Regions from separate parts of the Mus musculus genome. Here all the other regions are linked to region 1. A link is a contact called in public Micro-C and capture Hi-C data. All regions are on one chromosome and are shown on one strand. Each heading gives the region's core, a stretch centred on a gene start, on an enhancer-like site or on the middle of the called end of the contact. The rest is flanking DNA. Distances are from core to core; before and after follow the strand shown.

Region 1 (3,298 bases), core at 543-3,042:
CCTCAAAGATATCCACCTGCCTCTATCGATGGAGTGCTAAAATTAAAGGTGTGTGCCACCGCACCTGGCCCAATATCCTGACCTGAACAACCAACTTGATAAAACCACCTGACTTGGTTTTATTTACCAAAGGAAATTATCATTTTCTGAAACAAAAAGTCTTGAGTCTTGATATCTGAGCCATTCTGGTCTGGATTTTTTTTTTCTTGAGACAGGGTTTCTCTGTGTAGCCCTGGCTGTCCTGGACCTCACTTTGTAGACCAGGCTGGCCTCGAACTCAGAAATCTGCCTGCCTCTGCCTCCCGAGTGCTGGGATTAAAGGCGTGCATAACCACGCCTGTCTCTGGTCTGGATTTTATCAGAGACCTGCCTGCCTCTGTTTCAGCCATCTGAGATTAAAGGTGTGTGCAATCAAGAGGGCCAAAAGAAAATTCTCAGGAGAAAGAAACCATTGAACCAACTCGTAGAGTTTTGCTTTGCTTTGCTTTGTTTGCTTTGTGGAGCCAGAGTTCGGAGTATGAAGCGTAGCCCTGTACTAGGGAAGTAGGGGCGGGAGATACAGGAGTTTCAGTTCATCCTTGGCTGCTAGAAAGTTTGAAGCCAATGTGCATGGGGCGCACGCCTTTAATCCCAGCCCTTGGGAGGCAGAGGCAGGCAGATTTCTGAGTTCGAGACCAGCCTAGTCTGCCAAGTGAGTTTCAGGACAGCTGGGGCTTTACAGGGAAACCCTGTCTTGAAAAACGAAAGAAAGAAAGAAAGAAAGAAAGAAAGAAAGAAAGAAAGAAAGAAAGAAAGAAAGAAAGGAAGGAAGGAAGGAAGGAAGGAAGGAAGGAAGGAAGGAAGGAAGGAAGGAAGAGAAAGAGAGAAAGTAAGTTTGAAGCCAGTGCGCATGGTGGTGCCCACCTTTAATCCCAGCATTTGGGAGGCAGAGGCAGGTGCATTTCTTAGTTTTAGGCCAGCCTGGTCTACAAAGTGAGTTCCAGGACAGCCAGGGCTACACAGAGAAACCCTGTCTTGAAAAACCAAAAAAAAAAAAAAAAAAAAAAGAAAAGAAAGTTTGAAGCCAATTTTTGCTACATGTGTAGCACAGCAAAGAAAAACAAAACCAAGACACCTGAGGGCAACTCTCTGGAGCAGCTGTGCCCACACTTGAACATTATCCTTTTCCTTCTTGTCTCTAGATCCTAAACTCAGTCCTACCCGTGTACCCTCTCTCACCTCTACTTAATAAACTTGCCAACTTTGCCCCACAGGGGCTTGTCATAAAATTCTTTCCTGGCCCGGCAGTGGTGTACACCTTTAATCCCTAATCCCTGCACGCTGGAAGCAGAGATAGGCAGATCTCAGAACTCAAGGCCGGCCTGGTCTACAGCTGGGAGTAGGAGGTTTAGTAAGGTTTTTTGTTTGTTTTTATTATTATTATTGCCTATATGGCTGAGTCAAGAACTTTCCCGTGTGTATACACTTGCGTGTGTGCAATAACTAACACCTACTGAGTCTCTACCCTTTGCAGAATGTGCTAAGTCATCAACATGACTATCCACCCCCCACCCCGAGACAGAGCTACCTTACGTAGCTGTGTGTGACCTGGAACTTGCTATGTAGACTGGTCTGCAATTCATAGATGATCGTCCTACCTCTGCAGTCTATATACTGAGCTCACAGGAGTACAATTCCTGGATTAACGAGTTCTTTCTAAAATTGTTTATTTTGCGTGTGCCCCTTTGTATGTCAGAAGACAGTCTGTAGTTGGTTTTCCCCTGGCGTCATGTGGATCCAGAGAATGGAACTCATTTGGTCCTCAAGGGTACAGGAGGCAGGGCTCCGTTACCCGCTGAGTCATCTCACTAGCTCCTTCAACGTTTACTTTTATGTTTTACAAAGAAAAAAAAAATCTTTTTTTCCCCAATGCCAGGTAAAACAAGCTAGTGAAGAGAATGAAGAGTGAAGGAATGAATGAATGAACGAACGGTCAGAAGAGCGCGCTCCATAGGGTAAGGGATCCTTGGAGATCTCCAGCGGAGATCCCAGGGCGGAGCTCAGGCGGACCCAGCGCAGTAACCACTCCGGAACTCCACCTTGCAGCCCCAGGGTGCCTGGCCAGCTCCATCCTCACGCCCTCGCCTGGAGCAGCCGCCCTCGGCGCGCTGGGGACAGAAGGGTCGCCGGCCCGGGGCGCACGCCCACCTGTCGCGCGCAGGCGCAGAACGCCGCCTGGCTCTCCCGCGGCGCAGTCAGTGCGCAGGCGCGGCGGCCGCTGCGAGTGTGTCTGTGCGGCGAGAAGATGGCGGCGACGGGAGACGCGGCGTGAGAAGCCGGAGCAGCACCGAACCTCATTGAGACGGGCCGCCATGGCCCTCCACAACCCACAGGTAGCGCGGGCCGTGTCTGGGCTGGGAGGTCTGGGCCACGGGACGGCCTCGGGGCGACGATCGCGAGGTGCGCGGCGGGCGAGCGGTGGGGGAGGCGCCGGCACGCTGCCGGCCTAGGCCCGCGCCGCGCCCCTCAGTGCCGCGCTTCCCCGGCTTCGGAGGCCGCCCGAATCTCCCCGAGAGCGCCCGAGCCGCCCCGAGAGTGTCCGAGCCGCCCCGAGAACGCCCGAGGCCGCAGGGAAGGCCTCCGCGTGCCCGGCCCGCAGCCGCCGAGTCCCGGGCGACGCTCTGGCCCAGCGCCGCCGGGGACCTGGCCCCTGGCCTCGGGAATTCTATTGCAAAGAAAACCGGGAAGCGCCGGGGCGGCATACTCCGGTTTGCCCGAGACTGACACCTTTTGCACGGTGTCCGAGCCCGGGCTGGGTCGGGGCCCGGCAGGCCGGATTGCCTGCTGTGTTTTCTGTGCCCGGAGCTGCTCCTGCAGCCCCTCTCCTAAGATGCACTTAGGACGAGTGAGAAGTCAGCACGTGGTGCCGCTTCTCCGGGCTGCGACTCTCGGGAAACTAAGAAGTAAAATTGCCTTTTTGAGGATGGTAGGTGGATGTATGTACAAGGCAGGTGAGGTCGGTCTGGTGAGGCCACCTTTGAAGAACGATCGTCTTTTTATTTGATCTTTCTCTTGGTCCACGATCGCCTCTAACTTAAGTTTTTTTTTTTCCCTATCTCAGCCTGGTGCGTTGCAGGCAAGAGCCACCATGTGCTTTTGAAAGGTTTTAGTAACTGTTGCAATATGGGATTTAAACCTCGAAACTGTTTTTAATAAAAGGTTAGATCCTAGGAGAAACTTCCGTTCTCTTAAGTATGTGGTGTTTCATAGATCAAATCTGAACTTTGCCTGTTTGACCTTTCCCCTCATCTGTAAATGC
Region 2 (2,982 bases), core at 220-2,719, 270 kb before region 1:
AGCTCTAAGGCACCCAGTTCCTTTAAGGGGCCCAGGCCAACCATCCCATAAGGCAGACAGGCACGGTTCACCTTCGCAGATGAGGGGACTGACTGACACCTAGTGTCCCCTACTGTCAAACGCTTAGGAGGTAGGGATCATGACAGCTTTGCAAGGCACCTGACTCTCAGGAGCTCCCCAAGAAAGCTTCACCCTGATCTTCTGTCACCCTTGCTGTGTGACCTTGAAGTAGTCACTCCCCACTCTGAGCTGTATACTCTTTTATTTGCATCGTGAAGAGGTTTCTAATGCTGTCTGTATTGCAAACCCATTTAGGGGCTTCGCTTAGGACAAGCAGGTTTTATTTTAGCTTGCTCACATAATTTTAAAAGTATTTATGACCTGTCTCATCATCCGTGTGGTGTGACCATTTCTTATGCTACCTGTTCCAGCCAGAGCTGTCTCCAGGCACCTATAACCTTACATTGAGAGAGGCATTCCAATCAGGAGCCAATGGAAACGAAAGTGCCTTTCTACTCCAGAGCCGGCCGGGATTCTGCGGACAGCCAGCGAGGAGTGAGTGGGGGTGGCTGTGTTTCACACTCGCCCTGCAGAGCACTCCGCTATTCTGCATGCATTACTTGGTTCACAGCACACAGCCAGCGGCAGGAGGAGCGCAGCCTGCAGAGACAGGAAATCCAGGGTGTTCTTGCCAACCTTTCTCAATTTCCAGTGTAAAAACCAAGACCCAGAGTGCTGAAAGGGACTCATCCAAGGTCACTCAGCAAATCCAAACTCAACCCAGGACACAGCTTCCTGGCTAGGGGTTCTCTCCAGCGCTGGAATCTTGTCCCCCTCTCCTTCCACTGAACAGATCTGATTTTGTGGTCTTTGTTCCCCCTCCAACAGCTGGCCAGCAAAACTCCCTTAGAGCCCGGGGAAGTAATTCATTCCAAATATCCCTTCTGCCAAGCTGTTCCACTCAGCCAGCTCTAGAACATCCCCCCCCAGAACGAGCAACTTCCTCCCAAGTTCAACTCACCGCTTGTTTTAGGAAGTGTGTTCCCAGCTGGTTCTCTGCCGGGCATGGGGAGCCCATGTCTCACTGACCAGGAAAAGACAGGGTTGTGACAGAGAGGTAGGGGGAAATGAGAAGAACCCCCGCCCCCCAAAAAACAAAACAAAACACAAATCAAAACCAGCTCTCAACATAGCAGTCCTGGCAGAGGGTCAGCATCCAATTCTTCTCCCACTTCCTCTACAGAGCAGAAGTTTATTCAGTCTGACTCCGCAGAAGAGCAGAGGCGCAAGGTGGCTCTCTAGAAGGGCTCTGAAGTCCTCCCTCCTCCTGGAAGCCGAAGGTCCGGATGCTGCAGGGAGCTGGGCCAGCTGTCCTGCCTCAGCATTGGACTTGGTGCTCCAAGTCCCACGGGGACAGCCAGCATGGTCCTGCCTGAGATGGGGGTGGGGGTGCTGCCAGGAAGGGCTTAGGATTAATCTCTCCATCAGCCAGGCAGCAGGCGGGGAGCAGAGGCTCTGCCAGCCACCAGGAAGGCAAGGAGAATGTCTGTCCTTCTCCTCTCTGAGGAGGAGCCGAGCTCAGGAGGAGCTGGAGCAGCTGGGGACCTGGCGATTGCAACCTCATGGTCCACTCAGTAAGGGCTGTGGGGAGGCTTGCAGGCTGGGACAGACCGACCCAGTCTCAGAGCCTAGGGTAGGTATTGGGGAGATGGCATAAGGGGCTGAGATTGGGGCCAGATCCCAGTGTCCAAGTGAATGTCCTTAGGCAGGTGGCTTTGTGCCGTTGTACTCAGTCTCCTTATCTGTAAAATGTCTATGAGTGGCAGCAGGCTTTCAGGATATGAAATCCAAGCCTTGAGCTTCTCCTGGGAGCTTGGCCCTGGGTGTAGGTGTAGGTGTAGGTGGGGAGAGGGAGATGCTGCAAGCCAGCTTCTTGCTGTGTGTGCTTGGTGAGTCACTCCACCTCTCTGGGCCTCAGTTTTCTCACTGGTCAGATGAGGACAGTGGGAACCATAAAGGCTGAAATTGCAAAAGCCTGTTAATGTAGGGCTGCCTATCCCTAGGTCCTTCATTTCCTTAAAAGGTTTTTGCAGCCAAGTGACCTTCACAACTCCATTCGGCCTCTGAGATCCCTAGAGGCTTGTTCAAGGTCATCGTCCTAATTGGCAGCTGGAGCTAGGTTAGGGCTGTCACTGATGGGGGGGGGGGGCGTCCAGGAGCAAGGGGATCAGAGCCTGGCTGTCCTCAGCTCTCTGGAAGGAGTAACAGAGAGTACCTGTGGCCTCGAAGAGGGGCGGAGGAGTGCAGGCAAGAAGGAGAGGCTGGCAGGGGGCAGGGGTTCTCAAAGGGTATTATGGGAACCCCAGGGTTCCACAGAAATTCCAAGAACTGGAGACAGGGCCTGTTTTCTCTGCCTTCCCACAGCCCCTCCCTGCTGCCTGTACCACAGTCACTGCTGCTGAGGCCCAAGGCAGAGAGAGGTCTGGCATCTTTGTGAGGGGTGCCGAGGCTCTGCCCTTTCTCTGACTCTCCCATTCTCTTAGCTCCAATAAGCCAGGCTCCAGAACTCTCTCCCTCCGGACAGGGCTCTCTGTTCTCTATCTCCTTTAGTTCTGTCTCAGTCAGAGTTTCTATTGCCGTGATGAAGCACGGTGATCCAAAGCAACTTGGGAAGGAAAGGGTTTATTTAGCTTCCGTAGCCAAGTCACTACCCACTGAAGGAAGCCAAGGCGAGAACCTGGAGGCAGGAACCAGGGCCGAGGCCTTGGATGAGTGCTGTTTATTGCTTCATTCCTCGTGACTTGCTCAGCCTGGGACTTTCCTGTGGAACCCAGGATACATCCCAGTTTGTATCTCTGTCCACAGTGGGCTGGGCCCTCCCCCATCAATGATGGATCAAGAAAATTCCCTACAGGGTTGCTTATGGCTTAACCTTACAGAGTCATTTTTCTCAAATGAAGTTCCCTCCTCTCAGAGGACTCT
Region 3 (3,097 bases), core at 441-2,940, 420 kb after region 1:
GGTGAGAAACAGGGTGAGACGATTTCTGCTGGCACGCACTTAGCCTGCCGTGGCTCTCCACCAGAAATCGAATACTATGATCCATTTTGGGGGGGGGGGGCAGTATTTTTAAGTCCACTTTAAAAAAAATCGTATTAATTTTTACAGGAGTAGAAAGATGGGCTGCCTGTTCTACATAACATCTTTTATTCAAAAAATGCTGTCCTAGAAATCAAGACTGTCCCAGCTTATGTGGCAAATGGCTGCCATTGGCCTATCATTCCTACTGGGGAGAGGCAGGAACCTCCAGCAAGTGATCTAGCATCTCTGTTTCTTGGTCGCCCTGTGCATGCAATGGAGGTCACTTCTAGAACTGAATAAGGGCGTGGCACCCAGATACTGTGGGGGGTCCAGTCATCTGAAGCTGATCTTGCCTGGCCATCTTGCCTCCAGCCTCCTATGTGCTGCCGACCACAGAACAGCCCATGCTCCATTGTTCACAGACCTGCAGTGGGGTGGGTGGGGTGGGTGAGGCTAGGTGGGACCACCTGTGGAGGCCTCTGCCTGGGGCTGGAAGAACCGCTTCCAAGATGGCAGAGTGGCTAGCAACATGGTGGGGCCTCTTGCCAACTTGTTCTATGGCTTGTGGGTCTGGTTTACTCTTCCTGCCTCCTCCCTCTAGGCAGTTGGGGTTCCTGGTTTGTGGAGCCCCAGAACCAAAGTCATCACAGTCAAGAGCCAGATACAGAAGTCACAACATTAGCCCCTTCCTCTTCCAGACACTGTGCCGTCTGTGCCATTGCCCTAGAAAGTTCTGGAAGGGTACACGGGACGGGAATTTCTTTTTTTTCTTTTTTTCTTTTTCTTTTCTTTTTTTTTTTTTTTTTTTTTTGTGGTGGTGGGGTTTCAAGACAGGGTTTCTCTGTATAGCCCTGGCTGTCCTGGAACTCACTTTGTAGACCAGACTGGCCTCAAACTCAGAAATCTGCCTGCCTCTGCCTCCCAAGTGCTGGGACTAAAGGCATGCGCCACCACACCCACCCAGATGGGACAGGATTCTGACTAGCTTGGTCTGGCTCACATTTCCTTTGTTCTTTCCCTGTGAGCCCAGGGGTCAAGGTTGGATGGCTAGGTGCAGGTTCTCTGATCCTGGCCATTCTTCCTGTCATTCTACGAATTTACAGAATGTGGGTCACTCACTCACCCTCTGGGTTGACGTTGAGGAAGGATGGCATCCTGAGAAGGTGCCCAGTTGTTTGTTGTCACCTAGCTGGGGTCACTGGCCACACTTGGGTCCAGTGGCTGTGATTAGAGGGATCCCCAGATTTTCGGTCTCCCTTTTATGATGACTGCACAGGGTGACTCTCAGCAAAAAACTGACTCTTAGTTTGTGCTTGACTGCTCTTAGCTGAAGGGTGTCCAGTGGCCAGGGTCTTTGCTTGCCTGAGCAGGAGGCACTAGAATGCTCTTGCCCAGGAAGGGGAAGGCCTGGGGAACCTTGTGGCCTGGGAAGGGAGAGAGAGGCTAGCGGAGGGAAGAGGGAGGGGGAGGATTGCAGGAAGGGAGGCCTCCCCTCCACCCACCTTCCTGAGGTACCCCCACTGCAGGAAGAACCAGCCGAGTCAGATAAAGGCCCAGCAGGGGCCAGAGGAGGCTTTCCCACAAAGGAAGCTGAGAGGAGGCCTTTCTCTCTTGCCTCCGCACTCCAAGGGCCTTTCAAGCTATTCAACGCCTCCAAATGGGTGGGCGGGGCCTCTGCCTCCCAAGCAGCCCCAAGGCACATCCATTTATTTAAAAGGAAAAAAAAAAAAAAACCCACACACATCTTGTTCTAGAATATTCTGCCACAGAGTGCCTTTTTTTTCCTCTCTGGGTCCTGCTGTGTCTGGGAGGAGGGGAGCTTGAGACCTGAAAGCTGCCCTGTGGTAGCTGTCCCTTGTTGGAGTCAACAGCTCCCTCCGGGGACCTCCTGTAGCTGATTGGATGAGTTCTGCCCCAGACTGCCCAGTGCTCCTAGCTGTTGCCACCCCCAGCTTGTGGGGGGGAGGAACGGTTGTTCCAGGCTGTAGAATTAGCTTGTGCCCTCTGGTCTGCAGCCCCTGAGTATTGCATGTTTTAGTGGCCTCTGCCCCCTGCCTGAGTCCCGAGGGACAGCCCTCCCTTAAGTATGGAGATGTTGCCAGCTCTGAGATTGGCCAGCCCCACCCGCTAAGGAGGTTTCATTTCCCCTAACACGGACCTGGCAGTGCCATCAGTCTGGAGCGAGGTATCACGCTTGACCCAGGCCTGGAGTCTGTGGGCTCCAGGGTCCTGGCGGGGCTCAGTAAGAAGCCCTGGGGGCACTGCTAGCCTGGTGAGGCAGGAGTGGCTGGCGGTGCCAGGCTCATTAGCCCGCCTGCAGAGGGGATTAGGGAGCCAGCCCGCCGGGCTGCAGTTATTAAAGGCTCCGTGCTAGGTAAACACCAGGCGCTTCCTTACAGAGCCGCACCTGCTAATTAGAGGGCAAGGAGCTTATTAAAACAGTAACTCTGGGGAATGCCCAGCAAGGAGGAGGGAAGAGTGACGTTTGGGGACAGAGGGCAGGAGGCTGGGGCAGAGGGGGTAGGAGGTGGGAGGGAGACCCTCCCTCTCTGGAGGCTGAAGATATAGAAGCCCCTGCTTTCTCCATCTCTCCCCAGGCTGTTGGCTTTTGGGACCCATGTGTCCTTCCCGGTGACAGTGATTGTGGGTTACATACGATGTCCAAAGGCCATCTGTGTGAGGTCGGGCAGGGCCCCCCCGTATCCATGTCCGGATCCCCAGGGCCGCGAGAAGGACAGTGTGCAGATGGCCCACAAGATTACACTGGGCTGGTGAGGTGGGGGGAGGGGTGGAGACAAAGGGGAGGCGGCAGGCATAGAATGGAACTTCAGATCTGTGATAATGGACTTGTGGGGTGGGAGAGGCAGCCACTGGGGACAATCCTCTCTGGAAGCCAAGACGATAAAGCAGGTGACCCCCCGGGCAGTGGGGAGGCCAGCCCTGCCAAGCCTGAGATTTCAGCCCCTAAGATCCAGTCAGAAAGAGGTCTGGTATGTTTCTGAGCCTCTAGATTTGGGGTCATTTATTACAGCAGCCA

What was found. A called contact is a pair of places that touch in the nucleus more often than the background predicts. Capture Hi-C pulls out chosen DNA fragments and counts their contacts.
Region 2: a capture Hi-C map of macrophages shows a contact between it and region 1, with 2.2 times the contacts expected there. The contact joins the promoter of Kcng4 here to the promoter of Usp10 in region 1. A contact is called at or near these places in 3 of 39 promoter capture datasets (cranial neural crest, hippocampal neurons and liver) and 1 of 9 other capture datasets (macrophages).
Region 3: a Micro-C map of embryonic stem cells shows a contact between it and region 1, with 5 times the contacts expected there. The contact joins the enhancer-like site here to the promoter of Usp10 in region 1. A contact is called at or near these places in 2 of 484 Hi-C or Micro-C datasets (both in embryonic stem cells) and 2 of 115 datasets of contacts at active chromatin or transcription factors (embryonic stem cells and pancreatic cancer cells).

What each region holds. Positions count from the first base shown.
Region 1 is chr8:119,908,568-119,911,865 of GRCm38.p6, forward strand. Usp10 (ubiquitin specific peptidase 10) reads left to right here and starts at 1,793. Exons shown (of 14, transcript NM_009462.2): 1 at 1,793-2,372. The coding sequence starts at 2,352.
Region 2 is chr8:119,634,211-119,637,192 of GRCm38.p6, forward strand. It overlaps Kcng4 (potassium voltage-gated channel, subfamily G, member 4), which reads right to left and starts at 1,470. Exons shown (of 3, transcript NM_025734.2): 1 at 1,022-1,470. Gm46054 (a long non-coding RNA gene) reads left to right here and starts at 1,418. Exons shown (of 4, transcript XR_001778667.2): 1 at 1,418-1,693.
Region 3 is chr8:120,333,396-120,336,492 of GRCm38.p6, forward strand. It overlaps Gm32968 (a long non-coding RNA gene), which reads left to right. Exons shown (of 3, transcript XR_388103.3): 2 at 2,658-2,831. It also overlaps a transcript of Gse1 not described here. Among named protein-coding and RNA genes, the nearest start is that of Gm32968, 7.3 kb to the left of the region's middle. Within about 2 kb of position 1,691, at least 170 of the 459 cell types and tissues checked have an H3K27ac peak or open chromatin away from gene starts, as enhancers often do. A contact at or near this core is called in embryonic stem cells, where this site is marked.